Regions from separate parts of the Zea mays genome. Here all the other regions are linked to region 1. The links are chromatin contacts, called in public Hi-C maps. All regions are on one chromosome and are shown on one strand. The core of a region is the stretch at or near the end of the contact, and the rest is flanking DNA. Distances in the headings are between cores, read along the strand shown. Region 1 holds the start of LOC100285922 (ankyrin protein kinase-like). Region 2 holds the start of LOC100281619 (peptide transporter PTR2). Region 3 holds the start of LOC103637751 (protein NRT1/ PTR FAMILY 8.3).

Region 1 (4,663 bases), core at 1,369-3,868:
TAGCAGTAGCACCAACCAAGCTATACACATCTAGTGTGGAGTAAACTTACATTTGCTCACCATATGGTATATGAATTGACCCACTCCTTGCCTACAAACTGTCGGTACAGAAAAAGAATTAAACTGTGATTAATGAAAAATGGTAACTGTTGGATCCTATATGGAGTTTTACTCGGCTTATTTATTTTGATAATAACTGCCGAACACTCTTTGTATCAGAAGTACTCGCTCATCTTCCATGTGTATTGAAGCGCCTCTTGCCTTGTTGGCCGATCTGGATGCCTACTTTTTTATACTCGGAAGGAAGAAGGATGATCCTCTCTCGTCACTGCTTTCCTGCCCAAAGCTTTTTCTGGCAGACGAGGATCTTGTCCTTGTCGGCCTTGTTCTCGCTGCTGTGCTTCTCGCAGCTCCATCGCATCCCTTTGGCAATGGGTGCCACAGAATCGAGGAAGTAGGTGCTCTCCCGGATTATGGCGTAGCCCGTGGGACGAAGGATACGGTCCATCTCAAGGAGCACGTACTTCATCTCGCACCTGCAGTTGCAATTGCAATTGGTTGGTGATGATATTTATTTATTTTGGATTATTGAATTTGCAGAGCTGAGAAACTGAGATCCATTCGTTGCTGCTGCTTCTTCTTCTTCTTCTCTTACCTGTGAGACTCTGCTGTGAACAGGCCATCAAGATGCAACAGGTCATAGGTGCGTGGATATGTCGAGAACGCCTCACACCTGTAAATAAACATTATTATTAGTATACCATCCGTGGATGAGGCAATTAGCTACTGAACTTGATTGGAACCAATCGAAGATATAATTAAGTTACCAACCAGTCGTGGTTGACGCCGATGAGCCCTCTGTCGTAGACGACGCCGAGGGAGTTTGGGCCGTAGGAGGAGACGACGTTCATGACCCAGACGGGGTCCTTGATGAGGCTGCCTGCGAATCCTCCGTACACGGTGTTCATGTCCATGACGTTCCTGATCTTGTCGCTCCCCAGCGCCGGCAGCAGCGTCTTGTAGTGCTTGACCCTGAGCTTCCACCGGGCGTCGTCCTGCTTGAAGGCGGCGGCGCTGCTGCCCGGGACGACGCTGATGCGCTCCGGGGCGACGCTGAGCCTCTGGGGCCACTTGGGCGTGGCGTTGAGCCCCAGCTTCCTGTACTTGGGGCTGGGAGCCGTGACGCAGGAGCGCATGGGCACGTACCAGGCGGCGTCGGGGTCGACGCTGTCGTCGCACTTGGCGGGCGTGGTGACCGGGGTGAGCTTGTCGTAGCAGGCGTCGGCGGACTTCTGCCACACGGCGATGTCCCCCTTCATGCTGTAGAGCTTGAAGCACATGCTGGCCAGCATCTTCTTGAGCCTGTCCAGGTCGGCCTTCTGCGCCTGCGCGGTGGTGTTCCAGCCGTGCCAGCGGTTCTCGTAGTTGACGGGCGGGCCGGAGAGCACCCAGAAGCCGCCCGGGCGGAGGACGCGGTGGATCTCCAGGAGGTAGAGGCCGCCGAACTCGGTCCAGGGGATGAGGCAGCGCGAGCAGTGCGCCATGTCGAAGGCGGCGGACGGGAACGGCAGGCGCTGCGTGGAGATGATGCCGAGGATGGCCGGGATGCCGCGCTCCAGCGCGAACTGCACCTGGGCCTCGTGGTTGTCCCTGGGCGCCAGCGACACGGTGAGGATGCCCCGCCCCAGCAGGTCGCCGCCCCAGCTGGCGACGCCGCAGCCGGTGTCGAGCGCGGTGCGGACGGTGCCGTCGCGCATGCCCGGGACCAGGCCCTGCATCAGGTCCACGTACGCGCCGACGCCGTTGGGGAACATGGTGCCGCCGCCGGGGAACCGGAAGCGGTCGCCCTCCTTGACGAGCCAGTGCTGGTTGGACTTCTGGCTGTTGATCCAGTCGTAGGGGACGTTCCGGTACCAGCACTGGTCCTTGCTCTTGGGCCACCGGATGGGCGGCTTGTACCCCTTGGGCGGCGGCACCAGGCACTGCTGCCGGTCGGGCGGCGGCGGGCAGTGCCGCTCCATGAAGCTGAGGCGGTAGTTGCCGTACCTCCGCCAGCGCTTGGGGTCGGTGCAGGGGGTGTAGTCCTGGTAGTCGGCGGGGCACTCGGGGAACGCCACGGCGGCCGTGGACGCCAGTGCCGGCCGAGCCTGGCCGTCGTCGGAGGGACGGCGGGTCGTCGTGGCGGCGCCGAGGGCGAGGAGAGCCGTCGGCGCCGGCTGGATGGAGTCCAGCAGGCTCCGTCCCGTGCTGTAGATGCCGCCCAGGTAGAAGGAGAAGGCGCAGAGCACGACGACGACGAGCGCCACCGGCACCGCCCTGGACCCTGCGCCGGCGCCGCCCGCCCTCTCGGGCTTATCTTCCTTGCTGTACTTCATGGCGCCGCCCACGCCACGCTATTCTCCCCGTCGTCGAGCGCTGCAGCTGTAACGCGAGGAGAAATTAAACTTTTATTACCGGGGTGCGGGGTGCGGGGTGGCAGAGAAGAAGAAAAAAAGGCGCAGGGGACGAACATCCGAGAACCGAGATGCATGCAAATATGAAAGAGAATGGGAGATGACGAGGTGAGCTGGTCGCGTTGACGCGTTTACCTCGGATGGGAATGGGATGGCACTGGCAGTGGAGTGGACAGTGGAGTGTGCTGGTACTAGTACTAGTAGCGGGAGGAGTGGAGGACCGGGCAGGCACCGACGGCAGCGGCCAGCGGGAATCGATCGCTGCGCTGGCTGGAACCGCAAGGGGTAGCACAGTGGGTGGATGTCGGCCGGCACCGCCGTACCACAGATCTTGTCGTTCTTTCACTTCACCAGACGAGGCTGTATGTGTTGCACTACGAACGAGACGGAGGAGACGAATGGCGCGGTTGCTCTGGAAGGAGAAGGCTAGCGGAAACGAAGGGATAGTAAAACCGAAGGAAGTAGTGACCCGGGCAATCAGTAGCGACCGAGAGATTATAAAGCCAGGCCAGGAAACAGGGAAGGGCAGGGAAGAAATGGTGGCGAGCCAAACGGACGGCGGCAGGCAGTGGTCATCGGCCGAACGGCACACGCTAATACTAGTAGTAGTACTATTTTACATGATTGCATGCCTGGTTGGTTCGGCGCGCGGGCACTCCCACAAACCGCTAGTGCCCTTGTCCCCGCGATAGGCGAGTGGAAGTCGCAGAGTGCGACTTTGGCTGGCCGACGACGCGTCCGTCCAGATCGATCTCGCATTTTCACACTGCACTAGTGGTTGTTTCCGGGAGGGGACCCCGGACCTTGCTGCGGTATGGGTCTCCATCGGTCCATGCTACGGTGAAAATAGAAAACTGGCGCACCCCTTTGTCATTGGTGGAGTTTTCTCGTACTCGTACCCACCCGGCCGCAACCTTCTCGTCCGCCACGGCTGCACTTTATTAGTAAAGCCGGGTTTTTTTTTGGAAGTTTGAGCAGTTAAACCATTTATTAGTAGTGATGAATAAGCTCTGTATAAAGCTTGTACAATATAGTCTCATAAAAACCGTATGTAGTGGTGTGGCGAAGCCAGAGAAAGCTACTGCTTTTTAGCTGAGTTCTACCTTAATTCTTTTGTGAGCGTATGATTTAGGCCCTGTTTGTTTACCCTCTAGATTATATAATCCAGCTTAAATAAGTTAAGAGGTAAACAAACAACACAGATTATTAGGTGGATTATGTAATCTAGATACCTAGATTATAATAATCCATAAGCACGTCAATAGATGCTTGTATAATCCATAATCTAGATTATATAATCCTAGAGGGAAACAAACAGGGCCTTAAAGAACTTTTCTTTTGGCACAAGCCTCAACTTCTTTCCCGCACGCAGGCACGCACAGTACAGCAAAAGCAGCCAAAAAGGCACGTCAACGATGCCCTCGCCCTACTCTCCTACTACTAGTCGACGAAACCTGCCTCTCGCACGCCTAATTCCTGGACCAGATCACGGCCCCGGCCCGTTTACTGCTGAATCCCAACGAGTCCGTCCAGCAAAGCGCCAGCAGCGTCGGAACGAAACGTTCCTCGGACTCGGGTGAGTCCGGCGCACATGCGACTCGGTTGCTGCCCTGTCCCTTCTTTTTTTTTTCTCTCCTTTCGCTTCGTCCTACTAGTGTGTGCTACTCCTACCTACGCACGGTACACTAGTTTGGGCGTTCGGTACCGGTACACTCTGCCAGTCCATCAGTGCATGCAAGCTGGGTGACTGCCACTGCCCGGGTTCGGCCGGTTGCACTACACTGCCGGGAGTGTGTGCGGTGAGTGCCTGGGTGGTGGTGACTGCTCAATCAGCTTCGACGTGAGTGCGGCGCCAACTGACGCGGCGGGCTGCATTTCCCTTTGACTTGGATTTGACGCGCGCAGTTGACAAGTGCACGTCCTAATAATGTAATCCCTCCCTCCATTCTTTTTCATTCGTTATTATGTTTTTTTTTTCAAAAATAAATTAACCGACGACAAGTATTCGAGAATGAATATGTGTTACGGATTGTTTTGGATTATGGCTCCCGCGATGGCACCTACTTGAGCAGATGTGCTACGGATTATGTTTTGGATTATGTCTTGCTGTAAGCCTTGGGGGCCCACACCGTTGTGCCTGGATGCTCTGCTCTACTGCTTGGGACGACTGATCGTGAGACTGGAGACATTGGCATCTCACGGCAATTTTG
Region 2 (4,663 bases), core at 995-3,494, 320 kb after region 1:
CGACGAGTAACTGACGGCTGTTACCAACCAGAAAATAGGAAACAGACGGTCATCAATACAAGCAAAATGGGCAATCATTTGAAAGAAATATGCGGACCAAGGTCCGATCTACCACGACTCCACGAGCTACGACCGACAGTGGCGCCGCACGGGTAGCAGTAACTCACTCTTTTCTTAACTTCTCAATAGATACACCAATGATTTACCTATTTAAGTTAATTGATTTGTCCCTTTATCGCTCAATACAGTTCTAATTTATTAGTACACCATAGTATTTAAAGTGATTCATTAGTATTGATTATTATTGAATATTAATTGAGCCAAACCCACGTGTATCTAACAAAGTACAGCCTATAATGTATAACAGCTGCAGACGGCATTGTTTTTTTTCACGGCTGCAGTCTTTCAGCTGGTCGAGCCTTTTTGTTTTGCGCAAACACCGTGCGCGTCCGAGGCAAGTTGTGCGATGATTTGATTCCCGTTGGCCTGACTGCCTGAGCAGGTGCACGCAGACGCAGCTCTGTTGGTCAGCATTGGCTTGGTAGACGGACGCCAAGCCAGAGTAGACGTCTGGTTGTAAAGAGTGTTGGGTTACAGATAACCATAAAACAAATGGTGCTGTATTCACGAGTTGAATGAAGTCACATGATGCCTAGCTGGCTGACAGCCAGCCAGCCAGCCAGCCTGCCTGTCACCAGCATTTGCAGGCATTGATATACCCCACACACACACCGGGGATTTGTTTAAGCAACTGAAGGCTCGGTCAGATCTCTCTTTAGTCCTTTTCGAGAAGGGATGGAACGAGTAGGAGTAGGAGCAGGTGTAGTAGGCCAGGCAGCCGTTGTTTTCGCCCGGAAGTGTGACCCGGTGCTTGCGCTAAGCAACAGCAACTGGACCACGTGAGGGCTTGTTCGCTTTGGAGTGGATTGAGGGGGATTGGAGGGGATTTAATCCCCTCCTATACAAAATTTGTATAGGAGGGGATTAAATCCCCTCCAATCCCCCTCAATCCACTCCAAAGCGAACAAGCCCTGAGGCCGTTCGGCCTGGACAGCGGCTTGTTTATTTCGCGAGCTGACAGCCACGGTTTCATTAGATGATGACGGAACCGAGCGAGCCAGTTGTTTAGTGCTCAACTGAATGTGTTCTGTTCTGTGCTGTCTGCTGTCTGCTGTCTGTGCTCAACTGAGCCATGTTCTGTGTGCCTGCTGTCAGACGATCTCGTTTCATTTCCTTCCCGTACACACAACACACTTGCTTCAACCAAGTGCCGTTGGTTGCGCTGTAACCTAGCTGCTCTGCTTGCAAAGGAGGAGGAGATGGAGCGGACGACATCTTGCCCCTTGAGGCCTTGAGTCATTTGTAAGGGATGGATAGGATAGCCGACCGAGGAGCCGTCACGGTCGGTGACATCGACGTGTCTCCAAGATTTTGTATAGGACAGGTCGCGCCGCGTCCGTCCACCGCGTGTTCCAGACAGGCCCATGGGCGGCGGCAGCGGCAGCGGCAGGAGGAGCCGTGTGGGCGCGGGTGCGTCCGAGAGAGGGGAATCGGGCCGCTGCTTCCGGCGACGCAGGTACTGACTGCAGTGCCTAGCGACTACTCATGCTGGAGTATATCATTGTGGTAGATGGTACTAGCAGTGTTCTGTGCAGCGACGACAGCAGCTGTCAATAAAGGAAAGCTAGCTTCTGCTCTGGCAGTTTGATCGATGGCCACACATCCAGTCGAGAGTTAGTTGCTTTGCCTGGTTCATTGTAATCTGTTGCCGTATTATTATTGCTTGCATGCACGGCTGGTTGGATTGGATCCATCTGCGCTCCTAGCTGGACGGTGGTTGGCAGATGTGATGAGACGAGAACGAGACTACGACAGTGAGAAGAGAGATCCTAGCCAAATGCAAATGTTACAACTGCCGCCGCCGCCGGATAGGCTTCCAATTTCATCCGTTGCATACATACGAGTGCTCTCATCCCATCCTTGTTTTTTTTCCTACAATAATTAATTACTCCTTCCCGTCTTGCGCGTGCGTGCGCTCTCTCACTCAGTCACTCTGCTCCGGCGCTGACGAGATGAAATGACATGAGGAGGGAGCGGTCGAGACGGCGATTGACGACGCACCGCACGCCATCGGATCTGTCCTCTACTTCTGCCTCATGTTGACTCCTCGGCGCTCATCCGCCTATTATTTTAAAATGGAGATGAAGAATCGAGATCGTCCATGATCCGTATTCCTCCCTCCTCGTTGACTGCCGCGGCCAGCGATCTGGTCGTCACCTTCCTGGACCGACCCCAGGCCACGGTGCAGCAGCCTGCACTCTAGTCCGTGCGTGTCGCGTCGCGTCTGCGGGCGGCATTGCGTATCGTTTCTGTAGGAGCAGAGGAGCAGCTGCCTGAGGCAATTGTTCCCGTCCCCGCAGAGCGGCATGTCTCCGCCTCCCCCTGGCGGCTCCAATGGCCGCCGCCACCAGCAGCAGCGGCAGGAGGCGGTTTCGTCCATGGAATCCGGCGGCGGCGCGTCGGGGGCGGCGACCAAGCGCTTCACCTGGAAGGGCCCGGTAATCGTCCTAGGTAAGGAGTCTGATCCCGATCCGTGGCCTTCGATTCCCTCCGGTGTGGAGCTGTTGGTGATTCTTTTTTTTTTTTACATCCAGTCTTCGAGCTGCTGGAGAGCATCGCGTTCTCGGGCGTGGCTCTCAACCTGGTGGTGTACCTGGCCACGGTGCTGCACGGGAGCACCGCCTTCAACGCCGCCCACGTCGACACCTGGAACGGCACCACCTTCATCGTCCCTGTCATCGGCGCCTTCCTCGCCGACAGCTACTGGGGCAAGTACAGGACCATCCTCGCCTCCATCGTCTTCTACCTCGTGGTGAGTTTTTTCTTCCTCATCCAATCGAATCCCGTATTCTGCGATTCAGGAATGCCTGCCTGACAGTGACACTCACTCGCTGAGACACTGAATGTCTGAACTGAATCGATTGCTGCCGAATGGACAGGGCCTGGTGCTCCTCACCGTGTCCGCCGCGATCCCGTCGCTGCGGCCTGCCACGGCGTGCCAGATGGGGGAGTCGTGCGCGCCGGCGACCAAGACGCAGTTCTCCGTCTTCTTCGCCGCGCTCTACCTCACCTCCATCGGCACGGGAGGGGTCAAGTCCGCGCTGCTCCCCTTCGGCGCCGAGCAGTACGACGACGACGCGGGCCGGCCGGAGCGGAAGCAGGCCTTTTTCAGCTGGTTCTTCGCCGCCATCAACCTGGGCATCTTCGTCGCCGGCACGCTCGTGTCGTGGCTGGAGCAGAACGTGTCGTGGGCGCTCGGCTTCGGCATCGGCACGGCCTGCCTGTTCGTGGCCGCGCTCGCCTTCGCGGCGGGTACGCCCTGCTACAGGGTGCAGATGCCGACGGGCAGCCCACTCAAGGACATCATCAGGGTGTTCGTCGCCGCCTTCAGGAAGCGCGACGTCAGGATGGAACGGGACGAGGGCGCGGCGGTGCTGCTGCACGAAGACGAAGCCGAAGACGAAGACGAAGACGGCGATAGCGCTGGACAGCAGCAGCGACTGGCGCGCACCAAGGGTCTGCGGTGCCTTGACAAGGCCGCGGCGATCATCGTCATGGACGGAGACAAGGAGCGGGAGAGCGAATGGTCTCTGTGCACGGTGAGCGAGGTGGAGGGCGTCAAGATCCTGGTGCGGATGCTTCCCATCTGGATGACGTGCGTGCTGTACGCGGCGTCGCTGGGGCAGATGACCACCACCTTCATCCAGCAGGGGATGGCCATGGACACGCGGCTGGGCGGCCGGTTCAAGGTGCCCGTGGCATCGTTGGTGTCCGTGGAGGTGGTGTTCATGCTCCTGTGGGTGGCGCTGCACGACGCCGCCATCATCCCGGCGGCCCGGCGGCTGACGGGGCGCCCCGGTGGGCTGACGCAGCTGCAGCGCATGGGCGTGGGGCGGTTCCTGGTGGTGCTGGCCCTGGGGACGGCCGCGCTTGTCGAGAGGCGCCGGCTCCGCGCCATCCACGGCGGGAGCGGCCCGATGAGCATCGTGTGGCAGGTGCCGCAGTTCGTGCTGGTGGCGGGCTCCGACGTTTTCTGCGGCATCGCGCAGCTGGAGTTCTTCTACGGGGAGGCCCCCGCCGCGATGCGCAGCATCTGCTCGGCCTTCTCCTTCCTGGCGCTGTCGCTGGGGTTCTACGTCAACTCGCTGGTGGTGACGCTGGTGGCGGCCGTGACGAAGCGGCCCGGGTGGCTGGCGACGGACCTCGACACCGGCCACCTGGACTACTACTTCTGGCTCTGGACCATCATCAGCGTCGCCAACCTGCTGCTCTACATGGTGCTCGCCGCCCGGTACACGCCCAAGCAGGTCGCCGCTGCCGTGGTGGAGCCGATGCGTCCCAGCAACAGTGGCGGCAGCGACGAATGATTAATTTGGCACATCGATCGACTGCAACTTGATCCGCTTACTATACAGTAAAAAAACGAGATATGGTCGAGTAGGATACACTACACTGTACACCTAACACTAGTAGTAAAATGGATGCTCCCCAGTCAACATTTCTTTCAGATCGACCTGTTATTTTGTGTTTAGTTCAGCTCCTCATGTAAAGTGCTATTGTTGGTAAAAAAAAATAGAGCGTCAACCAAACGAATAAAAATTAG
Region 3 (4,663 bases), core at 1,371-3,870, 270 kb after region 1:
CGTGCGTACAATAACCCACAAACAATGGGCATGGGGACTGAGAGCACCTAAAGGGGGGCGAATAGGTTATCCTGTAAAAACAGCTCAACAAAACAAACTTTGACTAATATTGGATTAGTGAAAGCAAGAGCCAAGTTCGAATGAAGAGAATGATAGGAGTGAACTTCTTCACTTAATTGCTCTTCACTAAGTGAATATTAAACTTAGAGCAATTATGTAAGTGAAGTGAATAGAAAGAAAATCGTAATAAGATAAAGACAAGTGACACGATGATTTTTATCCTGTGGTTCGGTCAAGTATAGAATACTTGCCTACTCCACGTTGTGGCGTCTCATGGATGAGGGTTGCCCTCAACCCCTTTCAAGTGATCCAAAGATCAACTTGAAAACCACGGTTCTCTCTTTATCTTAATAATATCCCATTGTGAGGAATCTCCACAATTTGGAGTCTCTCACGCCTTACACAATTTGATCTCCAATGAAAACAAGTGTAAGGGGGAGTAGAAACACACACAACAAGAACTTAAGTTGCAGCAACAACACGCACACAAGTTAAGAAAAGAGCAAACGAAAGCAACACAGCGGAGTCACAGATCAAAGAAGCGCTCAAATCTCCATCTCAATGAAACAATAGCGTGATTGCGAAGTCTCAGTGTTGTAAGATGTTCAATGGGTTCTTGGTGTGGTGCTCCATGCACCTAGGGGGTCCCTTTTATAGCCCCAAGGGACCTAGAAGTCGTTGGAGCTCCATTTAGTAGGTTTTGGTTGCCTTTCTATCCGCGGGTGCACCAAACTGTCTGGTGCACACCGAATAGTGAACAGTGCGCGGACAGAGAATCGCGTGATTGGTTGGTTTCCTGTTCTGGGGGACACCGGACCATCCGGTGGAGGCACCAGACTGTCTGGTGCACCACTTGACCGTTGGCCCTCGGCCGACGTGGCAGCTAGCCGTTGGCGACTAGCACACTGGACTGTTCGGCGTTCCGCATAGACGGTCCGATGAATTATAGCCGACATAGGCTAGAATTCTCGAGAGCAGGCAGCTGGCCGAATCGTGCACCGAACTGTCCGATCGATGGCACCGGACTGTCCGGTGTGCTCTTCAGTTCAGCACACCTTTTCCTTTTTATTTCTTGTTCTCTTTTGCTCCTTTTGACTTGACTTCATAAAGTCACTGGCACTTAGACAAATATGATTAGCACATAAAACAATTAACTAAGTGTCCAGAGCTCACCTTTTTACTTGGTCCATATAGATTTGCACTATGTCCTCTTCCGAGCTCACTTTGCTTAATGTACCTATGCTCATTCCTTATGTTAGTCTAAACAATATGTGTTGAACATATAATCACCAAAACAATATATAAATGGCCCAAATACACATTTCCCTTTCAGGAATTCAAACCGTGGGCATTCGATAAAAAGGTGAGCGTCTTCTACCACCATAACTATATCTATTTGCATTATACAAAGGAGAGATATCATAAATATACATATACTAATAATTTAAAAATATAAATAATATAATAATATTTAAATAGCTATCTTATTTAAATAGGATCTACCTATATGATATATAGAAAATATAGCAATTTATGAGTAACTAATTAGTAAGTCCAAAGTATCATGGAATCGAAAATAATCAGACATCGGTGCCATTCCTGCTGAAGAGTGAAGACCATATGGTAGAGGCGTAGAGCGGAAGAGACGCTTATTATCGTGAGCACAAACTCATATCATCAATCAAGTACAACCCACATATCAAATGATATGTATCTTAAGAGTATGTAAGACAGTAAATGTAAAAAAAGACATATCTTAGTGAAAGAATGTCTGTAGCATAGTTTGTCTCTAGCACAGTTTGTATGTAAGGTGTGGTTTCACCTATAAAACCCACGTAAATGAGTTGCCTTGACGGTTGTACCGAATAAAATACAATACTTAGATACGTTAGGTTTAGATACGTTAGGTTGTATAAACAAGTTTCTTAAATATATCTGGTGCTTAAAAACCATAACATAATATCTATATTGTACATGCCCTCAAGAGTTGTTTAGAACAAAAATACCGAAGGATATTTAAGGGCTAAAAATCCCACTGTTATTCAATTTTGAATACCAAAGAGATTTTAGCCTCTTAAACCCTTCGGTATTTTTGCTTAGGGCTTGTTTAGAAGCAAGTGTAATGGAGGGGATCGAGGAGGCCAAAATTTCTTACTATTCAAGGCTATTTTGGGAGCTACAAAATAGAGATGATTGAATGAGCTAAAATCCTCTTCTTATTAAATTTTGAATAAGAATGTGATTTTAGCCTCTCAATGCTCTCCGATATTTTAACTCTCAAACTAATCGTCAAGGTATTTTGGTCACCTCAATCCCCTCTATTATCTTTAATTCTAAACGATGCCTTAGAGTTTGTTTGGGAACTTGAGTAATGGAAGGGATTGAAGAGGTTAGAATCTTTGATTACTGCATTGACTCCCAAACATGAACAGTGTATACCTGCATCCTTCCTCACCAAGACTCGGCGGCACGTGGTTACAGTACGTGTTTAATCCCTTTAGATTTCTTAATATAGACGCAAATAAATTATGTCCACCTCCTGTCAAAATCGCTTGCCGCGAATTGATGGCAAGGGGGGAAGACGACGACGGAACGAGAGATTGAGAGCCAGCCGGTCCCTTTTTTTGTCAGCGTTATTACGATCCGCGTTTGGTTGCGACCTCATTGTCTTACTGTTAGATATATAGTGACGGAATCGATGGTTGCCCAGCAGGCAAGATCGGAACCAAACTCGGTCGCATGCGCATCGCAGCCCTTCCACATGCGGGTGGGTGAGGTGGACGACTTACGATAGACGGGGTCGGGCATGGATTGATTGGTGGAGGCCGTGCCCCCGTGCTCATGCTCGGCGAGGACAGTTGTTATATTATATCCTCCTTCCCTTCTTGTGCCCTTGCTTGGACCATATACCTGAAGTAGCAGCTTCCCTTCTCCGTGGAAGAACAACAGAAGAAAAGGGGGTAGGTAATCTTCGGCGCCGGCGGCCGCCGGTCCCCGCGATGGACGCGGAGACCGGAGATACCCGGTCTCCCCTGCTGCCGCATCCCCCTCCCAGCCAGACGCAGGTAACCGAATCCCCAATCCCCTGCGCCCTCCTCCTCCTGCTTCGCATCTCTCGATTCGATCTATATCCAACCCTCGCTACAGTTCTCGTGTTCTGCTGCTGCTTTGCTTGGCCGAACGAAGAAAGAAAGCTCGAGACTTGTTGTTTTCTTTCACCAATACATGCTTTTTCTCCTCGTTTCAGTCCCACAGCAGTCAGCATGATGATTTTCTTTTTGTCCCTGCAGGTTTCCTCAGCGAATCAGCACTATAACAAACCCTTCAGCTGGAAGGCCCCAGCCATTATTTTGGGTATGTCACATCTCATCTTAACACAACCATATGTTTCAAGCAGTGTGCTTACATGCCTGTCAAGTCTTTGCATTGTTGTTTATCTACCAAGCTGTCTGTGTAACCACTCGTGCTGCTTTGCATCCCCAGCCTTCGAATTCTTGGAGAGCATTGCTTACTCTGGTATAGCACTCAACCTGGTCGTGTACCTTGGAACCGTCCTCCATGGAACCACCGCCTCCAATGCAGCGAACGTCGATGCGTGGAACGGCGCCACGTTTCTTACGCCGGTCCTTGGAGCCTTTCTTGCTGATACATACTGGGGGAAGTACAAGACCGCAGCTATCTCCATAATATTCTACGTTGTTGTAAGTGCAGGCACCATCTTCGTCTTCATACAGTACTGATCCTCTTCCACTATGTAGCCCCTTCTTATGTTCATAACCATTATCTGCAAATAGGGCCTGCTCATAATTACCACCTCTGCCGTCATACCGTCCCTACGGCCTGCCTCGTGTGAAGGCGGTTCATGCCCACCTGCAACAGGGTTTCAGTATTTTGTGCTCTTTGGTTCATTGTACCTCATCTCCATTGGTACGGGGGGCGTCAAGTCAGCTTTACTTCCATTGGGAGCAGATCAGTACAATGATGCGAACGCCGAAGAGAGTAAAAGCAAGCAACTGTTCTTCAGTTGGTTCTTCATGGCTGTCAACCTTGGAGTGTTCATCTCCGGCACTGTTCTTGTCTGGATACAGCAAAATGTCGCTTGGTCTCTTGGATTCGGCATCTCCTCGATATGCCTTGTTATCGCCGCAGTTGCCTTTTTGGTTGGAACACCGCTTTACAGGGTTCAACTTCCAACTGGGAGCCCACTCAAGAGTATAGTCATGGTGTTTGTTGCCTCTTATAAGAAGAGAGGAGTGGCGGTTCCTGCTGATAGCACACTGTTGTTTGAAGGGAATGAATCAAGCAGCATTGTGCCGAACAAAATTGAACACACTGACGAATTCAGGTAAATCTATCACTTTGTCCCAATAAGGCTGTGTTCGGTTGCACTTGCACTCGGATCAGAGGGGATTGAGGTGGATTAAATCCCATCCTATTCAATTTTGACTAGTAAGGGATTTAATCCCCTCCAATCCACTCCTAGCCGAACAAGCCCTAATGGACTTCAGAGCTAACATAGCAGGGAAAGTTGTCTTAAGTTTACATTTTAGTTTAATTGCTTCATTACATAGAAAGAGTGAAGAGGCATTTGAAAGATAGACAG

What was found. A called contact is a pair of places that touch in the nucleus more often than the background predicts.
Region 2: a contact with region 1 is called in a Hi-C map of endosperm, with 5 times the contacts expected there. The contact joins the promoter of LOC100281619 here to the promoter of LOC100285922 in region 1. A contact is called at or near these places in 5 of 25 Hi-C or Micro-C datasets (bundle sheath, ear, endosperm and 2 more).
Region 3: a contact with region 1 is called in a Hi-C map of leaf, with 6 times the contacts expected there. The contact joins the promoter of LOC103637751 here to the promoter of LOC100285922 in region 1. A contact is called at or near these places in 7 of 25 Hi-C or Micro-C datasets (bundle sheath, ear, endosperm and 1 more).

What each region holds. Positions count from the first base shown.
Region 1 is chr1:108,821,669-108,826,331 of Zm-B73-REFERENCE-NAM-5.0, reverse strand. LOC100285922 (ankyrin protein kinase-like) reads right to left here and starts at 2,618. Exons shown (of 4, transcript NM_001158811.1): 1 at 2,589-2,618; 2 at 832-2,421; 3 at 656-733; 4 at 9-536. The coding sequence starts at 2,375. The coding sequence ends at 326.
Region 2 is chr1:108,499,812-108,504,474 of Zm-B73-REFERENCE-NAM-5.0, reverse strand. It overlaps LOC100281619 (peptide transporter PTR2), which reads left to right and starts at 2,244. Exons shown (of 3, transcript NM_001154538.2): 1 at 2,244-2,571; 2 at 2,655-2,872; 3 at 3,000-4,663. The coding sequence starts at 2,427. The coding sequence ends at 4,427.
Region 3 is chr1:108,552,344-108,557,006 of Zm-B73-REFERENCE-NAM-5.0, reverse strand. It overlaps LOC103637751 (protein NRT1/ PTR FAMILY 8.3), which reads left to right and starts at 2,620. Exons shown (of 5, transcript XM_008660649.3): 1 at 2,620-3,125; 2 at 3,351-3,414; 3 at 3,544-3,761; 4 at 3,855-4,405. The coding sequence starts at 3,060.